2 separate regions of the Mus musculus genome follow, and region 1 is linked to region 2. A link is a contact called in public Micro-C data. All regions are on one chromosome and are shown on one strand. The core of a region is the stretch at or near the end of the contact, and the rest is flanking DNA. Distances in the headings are between cores, read along the strand shown.

Region 1 (7,897 bases), core at 4,343-6,842, 120 kb before region 2:
GGACAAGAGCTCCTCAAAGTTCAAAGAAGATGAAAATGTTGCCTGTTTTGTACTCTGATATAAGGTTCAGTTTATCCAACGCATTGAGAAGCACACACAAGAGCCCAGGAGAGTAAGCACAAAATGATAACTGAAAGGCACTCTTCCTGGCATCGCAGCAAGAAGTAAATCAAAGCAGAGGACTGAGTAGGTGACATGAGGAATTCAGCACTCATCTGCCTTCTATAATTTAACAATTATGCAATCACTCTCTCACTTTGTTTTTTATTAGATAAGCTACTTCTCCCAACTAGCACCATGTGAACGTATGCAGGTCATTTTCCACAGGGGGCCTATAGTGGCTTTAGAATATGTATGTGGTTTTTGCTATTTCCATCCAGGAAGGGATCCTGGTTCTCCCTCTGTATGTGTTGGCTTCAATAATTAATTTAAGAGCATGTGCTGAATTGATAACCGCTTTATACAGGTCAAATCCGATAATATAGCTTTGTCTTTCTGTTAAAACATGACAATTTGGACCTTGAGGTCATCGTAAGATCAGCTTGGCTACATTCTGTGAAAGACAACATAGAGAGAGGAAAATGACTACAGTTTCATAATACCTCCATTCCCAACTAAGAGATGAGTCCTCCATCTTCCTCAATATGAAGGTGAAGGGGGGCTTTTTGGATGGTTCCAGTCTCAGTCATCATCCTGCTGTCACAGAGATTTGAAATAGTTTGTACTACTGGGTAACACTATTAAATATCTTAGAGGGCCATTCTTGCAAAACTGCATTTCCAACCTGAAGGCTGGAGGTCTGAGATAAAGGTGTAGTAATAGCCACGTTCTGCTGTAGGCTGTCTTCCTGAATTATAGTAATCTTCTCATAGTGACAGTACATGACAGCTCATAAACAGAAAATGCTTGGTATTCTTTCTATAAATGGAGCTATGCCCATCAACCCAGCTTCTAACCCTTATGCTTTTATCTTATCTTGATTCCCTCACCAAGGCCCCATTTCTATGTACCATCCATCACATTGGGATTTAAGGTTTTAACATAAAAGTTGCGATCACGGTGGGGATAGCTGACCTGCCTGTAAACAGCTACGAAAGGAGAGGTGTAATGAATGGCCATGGTTGTTTGGTTTTATGAATTAAACTGTAAATAATTTGAGAGCTAGTAGGAAACCAAACCAGTTGACTCCTTTTCATTTTCCATATTTCTGTTGTTTCTGCCCTTCTTCATTTCTTTCAGCCAGATGTAGGACAGGTATTTCTTCTATATCATTATTCCCAAGCTTTCATTTTATTTAATGCATGTACCACAAAAAAGTACTATTTTATGCTTTCTCTAGAGCATGACCTCTGAAACATAACACCCTAGTAGTTCTGTTTTAAAAACCTTTGAAAGTTGAAACATTTAAAACCTCATAGTATTCCGGAAGGGCAGAGTTGTAGGTTAAAGGCACAAGAATTTTTTTTTTGTAGGACTATATATTGCAGTAAATAAAAGAGCATTTGTTTACCACTTATATTTATCACCCCTAGTATATAATATATAATTATATCATATAACATTATATTATTAGTAACATATATAATAGTATATACGTTGTGAATGGCCCTGGTGCTGCTTGTATTTTGATGTTAATTCTGCTTTCCCAGTAGGGGTTATCTGGAATGAGGAATGAGTCATGTACTCAGGTGACTTCTTTTGAACCCTAATGAATTATCCCCTAATGAATGAAGGAACCAATCACTGGGCAAGTAGGTGGGACTTCCGGGTTTGAGGGAGGAAGAGAGTCCGCAGGAGAGAGATATGGGGATTTAGGACTGGGATAGGAAGAGGACAAGATGTAGCTCCTGGTTTATATGGCAAATCCATCAGAGGATTTAGATTTATATGGCTTACAAGATTAGGATTCTAGTTGATGTGCCCAGCGATTGAGTTACCATTGATTCTGAACTAAGTTTGTGTGGTGTTTTCCTTCATGCGGCAGTTCAAGCGGGCTCCAGAGAGAAAGGTACAGCGGCAAAGTGTGGGTTTGCCAGAAGTGCACTACAAAAGGCCACGGGAATTTTGAAGTATGGGGCTGGTGTGGTAACGACCTGCCAGAGGAAACTTAGCAAGCTGGGTGGAGAGATTTCAGAATACTGAGTCAGAGAGGCTCCACAAGATGAGAACAAGACAGCCATTGCCTGCCAGTGCCTGGCCTATCAGCCCACTCTGCTGGCAAGAGCGTGGATTCTTTTTAAATATATCCTGAAACATATATAAGTCAGCAAGACAGTGGTAGGAAAGAATAGAGCACAAAGAGACATTTGAACGTGTATCGACAAATCTGATATATGAGTCTCCATTTATCTGAAGGCTTCACAGACATACAGAGGAGGGTCTGAAATTACATGCTTGGTTTGTATTTAATTATAGAAGAATTCAGAAGAGCCACAGATGGTAATTAATACTGTAAACACTAAACAGAAGAGAGTCCATATGCACTCAATTAATCAAAGCATATTTATTGAATATCTGCTGTGTCTAGATTCATCTTATTTGCTATGGAGGAAATAAGAGGCATATAATAATACTTTCTAGAAAGTATTTTACTAGTCAGTGAGGTAAGACAAAATTACCAAAGACATTCTGGAGAGGCAATAGATCGCTTGCCCATTACCCTAAAAAAGGCTATAAAAATCGGAAATGATCCATGTAAATGGCTCAAAAACATTTTCACTAGTAGTAGTCTTGGGTGGAAATAGAAGGAATTGGGGAGACAGAATGCAAATATCAGAACAAAGGATGGATAAATCTAGATTTAACATGCAATCTAAGAACTACAGTGAATGCTCTATCAAGAATTTTAGTTGAGATTTTAGCTTCTCCTGTCACTAACAAAGTGGTAGCTATGGTGTGGCTTGTTTCTCTATAGTGACCATTTTATCAGCATGCATTATTTGACATATTTAAGGTATGTGTTGCATACCTTAAATAATGATTCATTAATAAATACTTTAACAAACTGGGCATTTATTATTTATGAGTTAGTATTAAGTATGCCTACCCAAAAAAGCAAAGACTCTATTTTTATGTCTTAATGCAAGAATTATATACACATAAGTATTCACTGACTGAAACAAAAATATAAGATTGTTAAAATTAGAGAGATTAACTGCTAACATGTATCTATTGGTTTCCATCATACACACACACACACACACACACACACACACACACACACATATATATATATATATATATATATATATATATATATATATTTCATATATATTTATATGTATTTCACACACACATGTATATGTATATGTATACTATTGCTCCTTAGTGTTTTCAAAATGCAGACTTTTACTTTTTTCCAGTGGTCTATAGAAATAACACTATATTAAATTTGCCTTGAGCCATAGAGTAAATTATAGTAAGAATTATTTTTTGTTTTCATTTTTACCCCAAGGCTCAACTTAGTAATTTTGTTTGGTCAAAATGTAGGGCTTTTTGTTCTAATAAAAGGACATTAATATAACTGCAGAAGTAGAAAAATACAGGGCAGATGAGCCAGGAGATAATTAGTTTAGCACTTTTCTACAACTCTCTACCCTGTGCTTTTCCTTTTTTGTTGTTAAGAGTGAATAAGTCCTCCACTTAAGCCTATTGTTTAGAAGATGAGTCCAAGTAAACCTTATTTCATGGGCATGAAAATAAGAGAAGAGGACCTGCCACTATATTGTTATCTCCTGCACTACAGGTAGGATTGAAGCCTATGGCACCAAGGGACAACAACAAAGTATGAGAAACATGATTATGAATTAAATCGAATAAGGGTCAATTCTGGACAGAGTTAAAATCATATGAAGATTCACAGGACAGAGAGAAATAAAAGAGCCAAACCTACCTCATTTGGTAAAATTTTAAGGGGAATTAGAGACTGACTAGAGAGGGCTGGTAAGAGGAAAACTGTGAATAGCGAAAGACCCAAAGAAGCTAGCTAATGGCAATTGGACTCACTGAGGGCAATGCATGATTTTCCAAGGGAGATTGACACTGTCAATAATATTACAGAAATAGTCCACTTAGAGGATTAAATGGATGATTGTTTAATAAGTTTGATGTAAGATACTGGCAAGCTGAACTATGACAGTGAAGTTTGAAATTGACATAAATTCTGTCCAAGAAATACCAAGGGAATTAAATTAGGATTTATATAGAACTTTTAAAAGTAGACTCTTGTATAAATGGGTGGATAGACTTATATGCTAAACATTGCATAGCCATTGTATAAGTAAAAATGATTGGAAATGAATCATGTAGATTCATTATGCCTTTCTTTTGAAATGTTGCTATTTTTGAGGTGTATGTAGATCTTGTAATGGTAAGGGACTATAGAGATGGGAACTGGCAGGAAATGAGTATGATCACATGACTAATTGGGTAGAGGTAACTAAAACCAAGGACTTGCATGAGATTACTCAAGACATGAGAATCAGTAAAAATATAAAGTAGTCTAAACAGAAATCCGAGGCACACTGACTTTAATGATGGGCTGGAAGAAGAAGCACTTCTGACAGAGACTGGAAGGAATGCTAGAGCACAGCATTCACAGAGCCAAGAGAAAACGGAGCCTTAGAAAGCAGGCCTGGTGGTTAGCTGCATCCATTCTAAGGTAGACCTTTAAAGGGGCTGTGACAGGGGCGAGCAGAGTTGGTAGACAAAGAATGATTAAGTGCCAAATGTAGAAGAGAAAATACATCATTATTTTCAGAGTCTGGATAAATTTCATCATATAGACCAGTCAAATTTTTCAGGCCTGCCCAAATGAGTTTTAATAAATGGGACCTGTATGATGGAAGAAGACAACCGAATCCTGCAAGTTGTCCTCTGATCTCCACATGTCACACACACACACACACACACACACACACACACACAAACAAATATATAAATACTGTAACATAATAAGTGCTTCTACTGAAAATTAAAAAGCAGATATTTTGGACTTTATGAGTTTCTGTACTTACTTCTATGCTTTCAATTTTGCCTAAGTGCCACATTATGACAGCATCTCTTGGCAAGTTTTCAAAAGTCCATACATTTCAACTCAACATTCATGATCCAGTGAGTCCCCACATAAGATCTGGTCTCTCAGACACTTGTCCTGTTTTGTTAAAATTCTAATTTCTTTGATTTTCTGCTTTTCACCTCATTCAAACGCAAAGACTGAAATTTTCTTCTGTTACAGGAATGTAAGTGCCTGACGACAGACACTGGCAAGAGCCTCACTTTGGGATCCAGATAGGAGGAATGTGGGTTTGAAGAATGTCTTCTAGAATCTTTAGGAGCCATATCAAAATATGACTTTAACTTGCCCTGTTTACTGTTGCATTTCACTACTCTGAAAGCCTCTATCAGGAGAGAATATTTTTGTTTCTTTTAACGAGTATTGAAGCTTGTATTCCAGGAAGTTTACTGAGCTCTTTTCTATCATGCTGACACCAATAGGTAAAACTACTGCCATGAGAATGGCCTCTGTAGTGTCTTTTACCCATGTCTTTTCCTCTGCTAGACTTTGTGAAGACACAGCTATGTCACTATAATAACTTAGCATAAGATACCACCAAAGTAAACCTGTGAAGCCAATCTGCTTTTGATGGGATTATTTTGACTCTAATGCTTGCCTGCCAAGGTTATTTCAACCAAATAATGAAAAAAAAAAAACCCACAACCAAAAAAACTACAAACAATAAGCTTTGTTCAAAGCAATTACTCTGTTAGTAGATAACAAAATTCTGATGCTCCAAGAAAAGAGAAAATAAGTTGAGCTGGAGGTTGTTACAGAATCTCTTTCTTCCACAGTTGAGTTTCAACTCCTTGGTAGACAGCCCGTGTAATTCAATATTTAACTAGGCTAGTATGAATGTTTCTTACACCATATAAACTTCTTCTAGCTTGTCTATGTTACTAGAATTGACATAGACTTTATATCTTTTTTTGCAAGCATCAGGACAATCTTGATCCAAAATGTCTGCCTGTAAATCTTTGATCCGTTTCTTACTATATTTGTGACACTGGGAGAAACAGATTAATTTTCCTGCCTTCAGTTTGTTCGTGTCTAACATAGTGATTCTCGTGGAATCTGATCCACGGTGTTAAGATGTAGAGAGTTAGCATTTCAAAAGAACTTAGACTGGGACGTAGTATATAAAACCACATATTCTACCTCACACGTAGTTCATAGTAAAATAGAATGGAAGGAAGATTTCCAAACTCCTCTTTGTGAAGCTAGAGTTACACTGATACAAAAGCCAGATAGAAACACCAGAAGAAAACGACAGACCAATACCTATGATGACTATGAGAGCAAATGTTCCCAGTAAAATGCTATGAGCAAAATCTAACAATACATCCAAAAGATCATATAACATGAAAAAAAAATGGTTTGTCCTTGGATACAAAAGCAAGTCAGTCAATGTGATACCTTATACTAATAGATTGATTGATAAATTATATGATGTATTTGACAAAATTTACCATGGTTTTTAGTAAAGACTCAGAGAAAAATTTATTCAAACCCATAGAAGCGAGTTTTGAAAATACCATAGTTAACATTTTAATTAAATGGTGAAAAGTGTGAAAATATTCTTCTAAGGTCTAGTAAGGGCAAAAATGTTCACTCTGACTGCTTTGTCAACATAGTTCTAGTAAGTTCTGGTAAAAGTATAGATCAGGTAAGAAAAAAGACAGCCAAATCAGAAAAAACAAAAGTATTCCACTTAACATCCTATGAAATAGCACATGTCAGATGGCCTAAAGGCCTCACAAAAACTTTGCAATCAATGTATTCAATAAAGCTCAATGGTACAGAAATCAACATAAAAATTATCTATCTTTCTCTTTTTGTTTTCCAAACATCCATATGCTATTTAATTTATTTTATACATAGATTATTTAAAAGGATTTAAAATATTTCTATACATTTATGGGTTACAGTGATATATATATATAGTTATTTATTATATATTAAGTCAAGCTAATTAATAGATCAATCTAAAATACATCTCTGCTTCAGATTGATTTCTCTTATGAACATTTATATAAAAATATCCAATAAAATACTAGCAAACTGAATCCAGGAACACATCAAAAACATCATACATCATGATCAAGTAGGATTCATCCCAGGGATGTGGGGATTGTTCAATATATAAAAATCCATCAATGTAATCCACCATATAACCAAATTGAAAGGAAAAAATGTTATCCTCTCATTAGATGCTGAAAAGTCTTTGACAAATCCAATATCCCTTCATGTTGAAAGTATTAGAGAAATCAGGACTACAAGGCACATACTTAAAGTTAATCAAAGCAATATACAGCAAGTTGGTAGTGTAAATGGAAGGAAATTAAAGTAATTCTTCTAAAATCAGGAGCAAGACAGGCTTCCCACTCTCACTCTATTTATTCAATACAGAACTTGAATTTCTATCCAGAGCAATACTTAAAGTGATTCTACTAAAATCAGGGACAAGACGGGCTGCCCACTCTTACTCTATTTATTCAACATAGTATTTGAAGTTCTAGCCAGAGTAACAAGACCACTGAAGGAGATCAAGGGTATACAAATTGGAAAGGAAATGTCAAAGTATTGCTATTTGCAGATAATATGATACTATACCTAGACAACCCCAAAAGTTCTACCAGAAAACTCTTATAACTCATAAATCATTTCAGCAAAGTGAAGTGGCTGGATAAAAAATTAACTCAAAGAAATCAGTACCCTTCCTCTATACAAATGTTAAACTGGCTGAGAAAGAAATTAATAAAATACCCTTTACAATAGCCACAAATAATATAAAATATCTTGGTATAACTAATCCAGTAAGCGAAAGATCTGCATGACAGA
Region 2 (7,898 bases), core at 5,037-7,536:
AATTTAACCCCACCGCCGCCCTTTGTTCTATTACTTTTATGGAGCTAGCCTGCAGAAAGTCTGGGGCGAAACTTCTTCCAAGCCTCAGGCAGAAAGCACACAACAGATAGCAAAGCTTTGGTGCTTTTTACTTCAGAGGTAGTGATTTTGACAGGATAATTTCCTCTTCAGGATGCCTTGTCTTAGAAAGGTTTTTAAGTAGAGAAGGCTCCTTGAGGCTCACTGTTTGGAAACTGGGTTAGAAACTGAATTTTACCTGTCCCTTCAGGAAAAAAAAAATAGATAAGGAGTTGGAAGGGCAGCTCAGTAAAATTATAGTTCTTAACTCCCAATGTAAACAGAGAGCAGCAGGCAGGTTGTTAAAATCACATTTGCTCAAAATTAACAGCCCCAAATAGCAGCCACATGTGGGCTCATCAGGAGAGCAAGGAATGTAGCTTTAAGCACTCTCCTCACTCACTTTCTAGTCCAAGCTTCTGTACCAGCCCTGGGACCTCCCTCAAACCCTTACAATTCAGTGAGTTTCTCTGGCCATCTTAAACCAGGTCACAAGACTGGAATTTTTGCAAAGCAAAGATGGTTTTTAATTTGAGAGCAGAACCAGGTAGCTTCAACCCCATTTTTCTAAACACAGAGACCCAGCACCCTTGGAGTTCTGGTATGTTCTTGCCCTGCACATGAGTCTGTGCAGAATTAAAGAAGCAATGTAAATGCTTCAATGTCTTGAATTTTCTTTGCCCCTTTAGAAAACGCAAAGACCACAGGGCAAGCAACTGGCACCCAAGTGTGTCCCAGCTTAGCGGTGTCATTCTTAATCCGTGCCAGGGCCTGGAGGCTTGGTGCAGAGAGTATGGCCATGCATGGTTCATGCAGAAGATAAAAGGTTCTTTCTTCTGCTTACTGATGGATGAATGAGATTACAGCAAAGGAACGAAAGTAACACATGGATGAAAAAAAGGACCATGGGAAACAGCTCTATTCAGTGAGTCTGGCCAGGGAAAGGCAACTGTGACGCAAAATGGATTTCCCAGGCATTGCATAAGGGAGAAGATTAACAAACATACAGGGGCCTTTATGAAGAACGAGTCTCACTCCGGTTGTCCACAGACAGACCCAGTCTGTGCCTGTTTTTCCAGCCTAATTGCCAATAATGCCCCTTTGATTCTCAAAACACTCATGGTCTAGATGGTAAGTTATATGCTCACTGTACTTTAAAGCTCCCACTTAATAACGTTCTCAAATAGCATTCTATTACATTTGGAAACAAGGCCAACATTTTAACCTGTCCTTCAATGCCTGCTATGGGTTAGCTAGATTACTTCAGTAAAAAACCCAGTCATTGCTACTAGTGTAATTTCTGGCTTTTTTTTTTTTTTCATCTTTAAACTTGCCTTACATTTTTGTGCCTCAAGGCCATGAGATACATTATTCTTTCTGGATCACAAGATTCTTCCTGCCATTTTCTAACTATATGCATAACTCAAATAAGAATTTAAACATAATTTAAATGGGGCTGAGTTGTTAAAAATGGCTTGCGTTTTCAGATCCTGACAGGTCTTCTGTCGCTGATATTTACGTATTTCCCCTTGGGCTTTTCCCTCTTTTGGAAGTTTTGCAAAAGTTCAGAATGTTATGTATGAAAGTCAGAAGATGAAGTAGACCCCGTTGCTAAAATACATTTTGGTTTTTTTTTTAACTTAAAATTCTAAATATGAGACTAAAGTATTTTTCCATTTATGTTGTGTTTCACAGATCTCTGTCTCTCTCGCTCCCTCCCTCAGGCTCTCTGTCTCTCTCACACACTGCTTCTGTGCCTTCAAATCAGCATCTAGAAAACTTAAGAGAGGATGTTGTCATTTAGTGGGATGGTTGATGTTCTCTACTGGCCACATTCTAGGGTCCAGTGGAAGACAAGCCTCTAAAATGACTGTGAGGATTTATACAGACTAAGTTAGCCTCTGGATATGTCTAGGAGGGATTATCTAGGTTATATTCATTGAGGTGGGCTGACTTGCAGTACATGTGGTGCTATATTAATTAATATCACTACTCAAATCACCCTGCCTGTGGTGGTGTGCATTCCTCACCACCTGCCAAAATGCTCTGGATTTTTGAATGAAAGACACACACATGCAGCCTTATTTCTAATATGTCCTTAGCAGCTCAATGGCAAGGCCCCTCACTCCCAAACTTTTATGGTGCTAATGCCTCTCTTCCAATACCCCTGAATTATTACTTACTAAAATCTACACTCTATCTTTACTAGCCAAGACCCAATTGGGGAGGGACCTTGGGTCTGCTCTTCCTCAGCTCTTACATGACTCTTACTCTGTCTTCTGCAGCTCTCTTGCCTAATCCTCCCGCTTCCTTAGCATGACCATACTCAAGTCTTCTTCCCCGAGTTCCCTTGCACTGGAAATCTAAAGTCCTGACTCTGTCTCCCTGCCCAGCCATTGGCCACCAGCAACTTTATTAGAGCCAACTGGGGACAGGGACCCATGGTGTCTAGGATGTAGATGTGCGAACTCCCATGTAATTGAACCTAATTAACATTGTATAAGCCATAAGCCAAATCCACAACAATGTGGTAGTAGCAAACTAGGGCTGTGTGTCCCCACTGAAAGAGGAGATAGCAAGCTCTGCAGAAGCATGCCTCATTCCACTTTCCAGCTGTGGGTGAATTGTGCCTACTTCTGCTGCCATGTCTTTCCTTTGACGATGGCATATTTCCACTCCAGGTATAAATTGAACTATTTCTCTCTCCTTTAATTTTTTTGTCATGACAGGGACACAACAGGCACAGGAATTAAAAACTAGAATGAGCTCTTATGTTTCATACAGCAGTAAAATATCTATGAAAAAATACTTCTATATTGATTACAACTGTCACCCACTATAAATGTTTCTTTATATCATTATGGAATATCCCTAAGTCTTATATACTTTATATATTCTTTTATGAATCTTAAAGGAATAAAAAATATCTCTAAAACCTTTTCTTAGAAATAGAGTTGCATCGTTAATAGTGTGTATTCTCTTCAAGATAGATGGCGCTACACCAAAGAACAAGAATTTTTTCTTTCTCTATCAAATTCATGTTGCATTTCTGATGAGTGCTTTAATTCAATAAGAAATCTTAACTTCTGATTTTTTTTTCTAAGCTCATTTAGAATGTCTGGGCACAAACAGTAGGATCCTTGTTGGGGAGTTAATGGTCAAGATCACTTGAGGTAAAGAAGATTCAGTTCTCAGATGCCTTCCAAGACTCCGAAACGGAAGGAAGTAATTTCTGGAAAGAGACTCAAATCTGAAGCTATTCCTAAGCTGTGGGGGGATAGCATAAATGTACAGAGAATGCACACTCATGCTGCTCCTTGCTCAGAAGACACCTCTTTCAGCATTCCCATTTGAGATGTGAATACGGAAACAAACTTGTGAAACAGTACGCACTTTCCCCTGACTGCTCTGGACTCCTCTGGTAAAGATACGCTGGAGCAAGATGTTCAGCAACAGTGGTCCCAAGGTACCCAGTGTAGCAGAAGAAGCGTGATTACAAAGACAAAGAGATTATTAGAAACTTCTTTAGTGTGGGTGGAGGAACACTCTCGTAGAAGTAGTGGGAGGGGAGATGGAATGGCATAGGGGTGTGCTGAGGGAAAAGGGGATAGCATTTGAAATATAAATAAATAAATATCTAATAAAAAAGAAACTGCTTTAGTGATCAGACATCCATTAAATATACTACTTTCTTATTATATTTGATTATATACAGTTTAAAAGTTTGTAGACTATTTTTTCATGTTGTTGTTTTTAAAGGAATTAATTAACAATTTCAAATAAGATCAGGAAAGGAATAATGTAAAACATGAATATTCACAGACTTTGAGTGGTTGAACAAACTTAATGACAAAAAATTAAAAAATACTTCACGCAGTGTGTGTGCACTGGGCAGGGCTGAGGACTGGACCTGGGTTTTCTGGTGAGCAAATCCCTAGAAAAGAAACATGAATCTATTTCCTACCACCTTCCACTGTAACAGCATCTGCAATGATATTAATAACAGTGACGTTTATCACTTGTCTATTCCACATTTCCCATATTTGTTTGTTTTCCATTATGTTGGACCTTATAGGACATGTGGTAATTTTGGAGTGGAACTTCTAGAGAGTAGAATTCATAGACATGAAAGGAAGAGGTCTCACATGTTGGGTGAGGTCTTCACAGTTGACTTTTATGAACATCTTCAGTACTTCAGTACTTCATTCAGTACTTCTAGCCATGGGTCTCTCTACACAAAAAACCCACATTTATACATAATGAATTTGTATCTACTTTATAAATTATTATTTGAAGCATATCCATTTGGATTAGTACAAAACAAACAAACAAACAAAACCCGCAAACAAAAAAAGAGAGAAAATCTTGGTACCCTCAAAGAAGGTCACCTGGGGGTAGATACACACACATGTGTGCACACACACACACTGAACAAGATGACCCTGTAGTACTAGAGAAAAATGACTAAGACTTCCTAATTAGACAGAAGGAAATACTTGACTGTTTTTTATTCAACAAATACTAGCTGAGCCATTCTCTATGATAAAGCTCAGTGTATTAAATGCATAAAATGAAGTAAAGGAGAAAAAAATGGTTAAAGCCAAGGATAGCTGCCTTTCATCAGGGCTCAAGAAGTGTCTAGCAAACAGTGACCTGAAGACAAAGTCAATGAAGTGAAAGGCATTACCCACAGAACACACAGAGCTTGCATAGAAAACTAGACCAGCTGAGGAAGGGTCAAAGTGTGGTTTGGCATAATTGGGATTAATAGAGGCAATTTGGATTGGATGCTCTGAGAGGAAGCATCTCCCCATCACTGTGCAAAGGGAATGCTACAAGTTCCTTGACTCTCACAAACAGCCTTTAAAGATGCAAATCTTAAATAATGGCCAAACTTGAGTTGCTAGGTTGTTCCCACATCACTAGAAATAGCATCAAATAGCTTGAGAAGGTGCAAGATAATCATGGATGAAGTTTTGGAATGGCAGTCTTAGCTAGTGACCACATTGTATGAGATTTTTTTTCAATGAAATATTAAGAGCGTAAAGAAGAGACTGTGTGTATGCCAGAATTATTGCATGTTTCCAGAGATAAAATACACATAGGAAGGATCTGGGAAATATTGACCTATAAATAATTTTCTTAAAGATTTATTCACCTGGAAATGGGCAGTACTGATAGGTCTCTCAGTGTTTTGTAAGTTCATATACATGTAATTACCCCTGGTTAATGCTCAGGGTGTGTGAGATTTCTGAACAAAACACTGTGGTGCATATACAACCTCAAGCAGGCTTCGCTTGTATGGTACTAACAAATGAGTGAAGTACGTGAAGAGGGAAACACAAATTACTAACTGGAAAGGAGCTGCACACTGCCAAAACTTCTCTATCTCTAATTCCTTCAAAATAAGACCACCCGGCTTTACTCAGGACTGAACAACCTGGCTCCCCCAATCACTGCAAGGTCTTGAACTACCCTTTCATTTGATGCCTTTTAAAGCCCATTTTTAACTTGAGAACAGGAAAACATGTAATAAACTACATATTGCACCACCTCAAATTTAAAGTGTCAGATATTATGAACAAAGAGATATGGAGATATTTGCCCTAAAGTGACAGCCATTTTATCTAAATATTATTTTGTTCAATGTGACTCATTGTTTAGCCAAGTTATTGCACTTGGCTTTAAAACAAGACACAAATTTGGAGAGCTACAGAGAACAAGTTCACTTTGTTTTAAACACATTGGTCAGTCTTCAACGCAGAGCCCTGTTCTGTTTTCCATGCTGTCTTCTCTTTATCTCTTGAGACACAGTCTAAAACATAAAATCAGTCAGTACAGCAGGGTCTACTGCTCAGCTATTGGTAGTGTGCTTCACTGCCTTTTCACTATTTTCAAGAGAATAACAAAGGATCCACAGAATAACAATGGAACCACCTTTGTTCCGTGTGGATTTAAATCATATATATTTCCTTACCTTCATACTACACTGGGAAAACATTTGATTTTTCTCCTTTTCAGGATGATATCTGAGAATGTATCACTCAGTGCCCCCCATCCGCCCCCACACACACACACACAAAAATTTCAGTGTTACACTTCTTTGGTTTTGCTCTGAAAACATAACGTTTATCATTGTTTTCATGTGCTTCAAGGAGAGAGTCAGAAAGTAGAACTCAAAGTTTATTTTACCAAATGCTTCTGCCGTCACGCTGTAAACATTAAGCATGGCTGTCCCTTTCGTTTTCAACGTACAAAAGGGAACAAAGCCCGTTCAAAAGCTATGGGAACAAGTGTATATAAAAGAGGATACAGCAAGTGTCAGAAATATTAAATTTAATCTGAATATTGATGAATCAGGATATACTTTAATGTATGGAAATGTTTTATTCCATTTACTTATAGCCATTTTAATCTGTGAGCCTTAAAAGCAAAATCTATTTTATTGATCAAACGCTGGTTTTAATAGCTGTGATGAGGTGAAGCACTGTTTCCTCAACCATCTAGGTGGTTTAATGCAATTAAGTCTAGACAGCCATCTTGCTGTACATGCTGAAGAATAGGCAGACAGGGTTCCTGTCAGGTATTTGCCTCTGGCTTATTTTCATCACAGATGAACACATTGTACTTCTCCAGATTAAAATACACTGCAGGCTTTGTTACTTCAGCAATAATTAACATAAAAAATAACAAAGGGTGTATTTTTAAAACTTTGCAGAAAATTACATTTTAGACAATCCAAGTTTAAAATCAACTTACTCAAAAAAAAAAAAAACATACAGATAAATGGATTTTGTTGCTAATTGAATCCATTTTCCTGGAACAAAGTCTGGCTTTGGAAGACAGATCTATCCTTGGATCTTGGCTCTGCATTTGGCTAGCAATGCTGATTTCGGCAAGTTATTTAAACTGCGGGTGCTTAAGCATCCCTATCTGAATAATTATAATACTGCCTGTCTGCTGGGACTGTGGAGCTAACTGAGTAAGGAGGTAAGTGTGAAGGACCTCAGTCTTCACACTAGCTGGGGCGCCTCACATCAAAATGGGAGTTTCAGTTTTAAATAAAGTATTGCTGTACTGTTTAGGCTTTAGATTATTAATCCTGAGTTGTCTAAGTACTAATTGAACTTAATAAAAACTGGTGTAATAATTTTATTATCTTTATTATGGTGTAGTCTATCATACAAATGAGTTTAACTCCTCAAAATTTTTACAAAAATAATTCTTATTATCAATATAAAAGTAAATGATAAAATAGAAACAGTTTCCTTGATTTTGTCCAATTGGCTTTTTAATCTACCATTCACACTACAAAATTTGTGCCAGCATTATATCAATACAAAATACCTATATATTCTATTAATATTTGACAAGCAGTGTCTTGTCTAACCACCACAACAATCCTCCTAATTTGTTCTTACGAAGTGCAGGTGTCTGGGGGAAGCGAGTCCCCTGGTTCTTTGTGGAAGGTGAGATTATCCTCAGCCAAGGAGCTTGGCTTCTGTCACTATCCCTGTGGTAACTCTGATTTTTCATATTTCAATGCAAAAGAGATATGCAAATTGCATGTAAAATTTTGTAGGGATATAAATGGCTCTTTTCACAAGGAGTTACTTACAGAATCTTCTCAGCTCTATCTGTTAACCTTATCATCCCTAGCCCGAGGATCAAGGCCACTCCCAAAGTCAGCCTCCACTCTCCCAAGGTTGTTTTCTTTATGAGATTCAGAAATCAGGGCTATCTTCTTAAGGAGAACCATCCAACATCTCATGTAAAGAAACAGTGCTGACTGATATAGCTGTCTCCTGCGAGGCTCTGCCAGTGCCTGGCAAATACAGAAG

What was found. Hi-C and Micro-C count contacts between places; a contact is called where the count stands out from the background.
Region 1: a contact with region 2 is called in a Micro-C map of granulosa cells, with 2.2 times the contacts expected there. The contact joins two enhancer-like sites. A contact is called at or near these places in 1 of 39 promoter capture datasets (hippocampal neurons) and 6 of 484 Hi-C or Micro-C datasets (adipose-derived mesenchymal stem cells, cortical neurons, embryonic fibroblasts and 3 more).

What each region holds. Positions count from the first base shown.
Region 1 is chr5:17,757,041-17,764,937 of GRCm38.p6, reverse strand. No RefSeq gene overlaps it. Among named protein-coding and RNA genes, the nearest start is that of Cd36, 75 kb to the left of the region's middle. Within about 2 kb of position 5,592, at least 1 of the 459 cell types and tissues checked has an H3K27ac peak or open chromatin away from gene starts, as enhancers often do. A contact at or near this core is called in granulosa cells, where this site is marked.
Region 2 is chr5:17,640,974-17,648,871 of GRCm38.p6, reverse strand. All of the region lies in intron 2 of Sema3c (sema domain, immunoglobulin domain (Ig), short basic domain, secreted, (semaphorin) 3C), which reads right to left. Among named protein-coding and RNA genes, the nearest start is that of Sema3c, 70 kb to the right of the region's middle. Within about 2 kb of position 6,286, at least 5 of the 459 cell types and tissues checked have an H3K27ac peak or open chromatin away from gene starts, as enhancers often do. A contact at or near this core is called in granulosa cells, where this site is marked.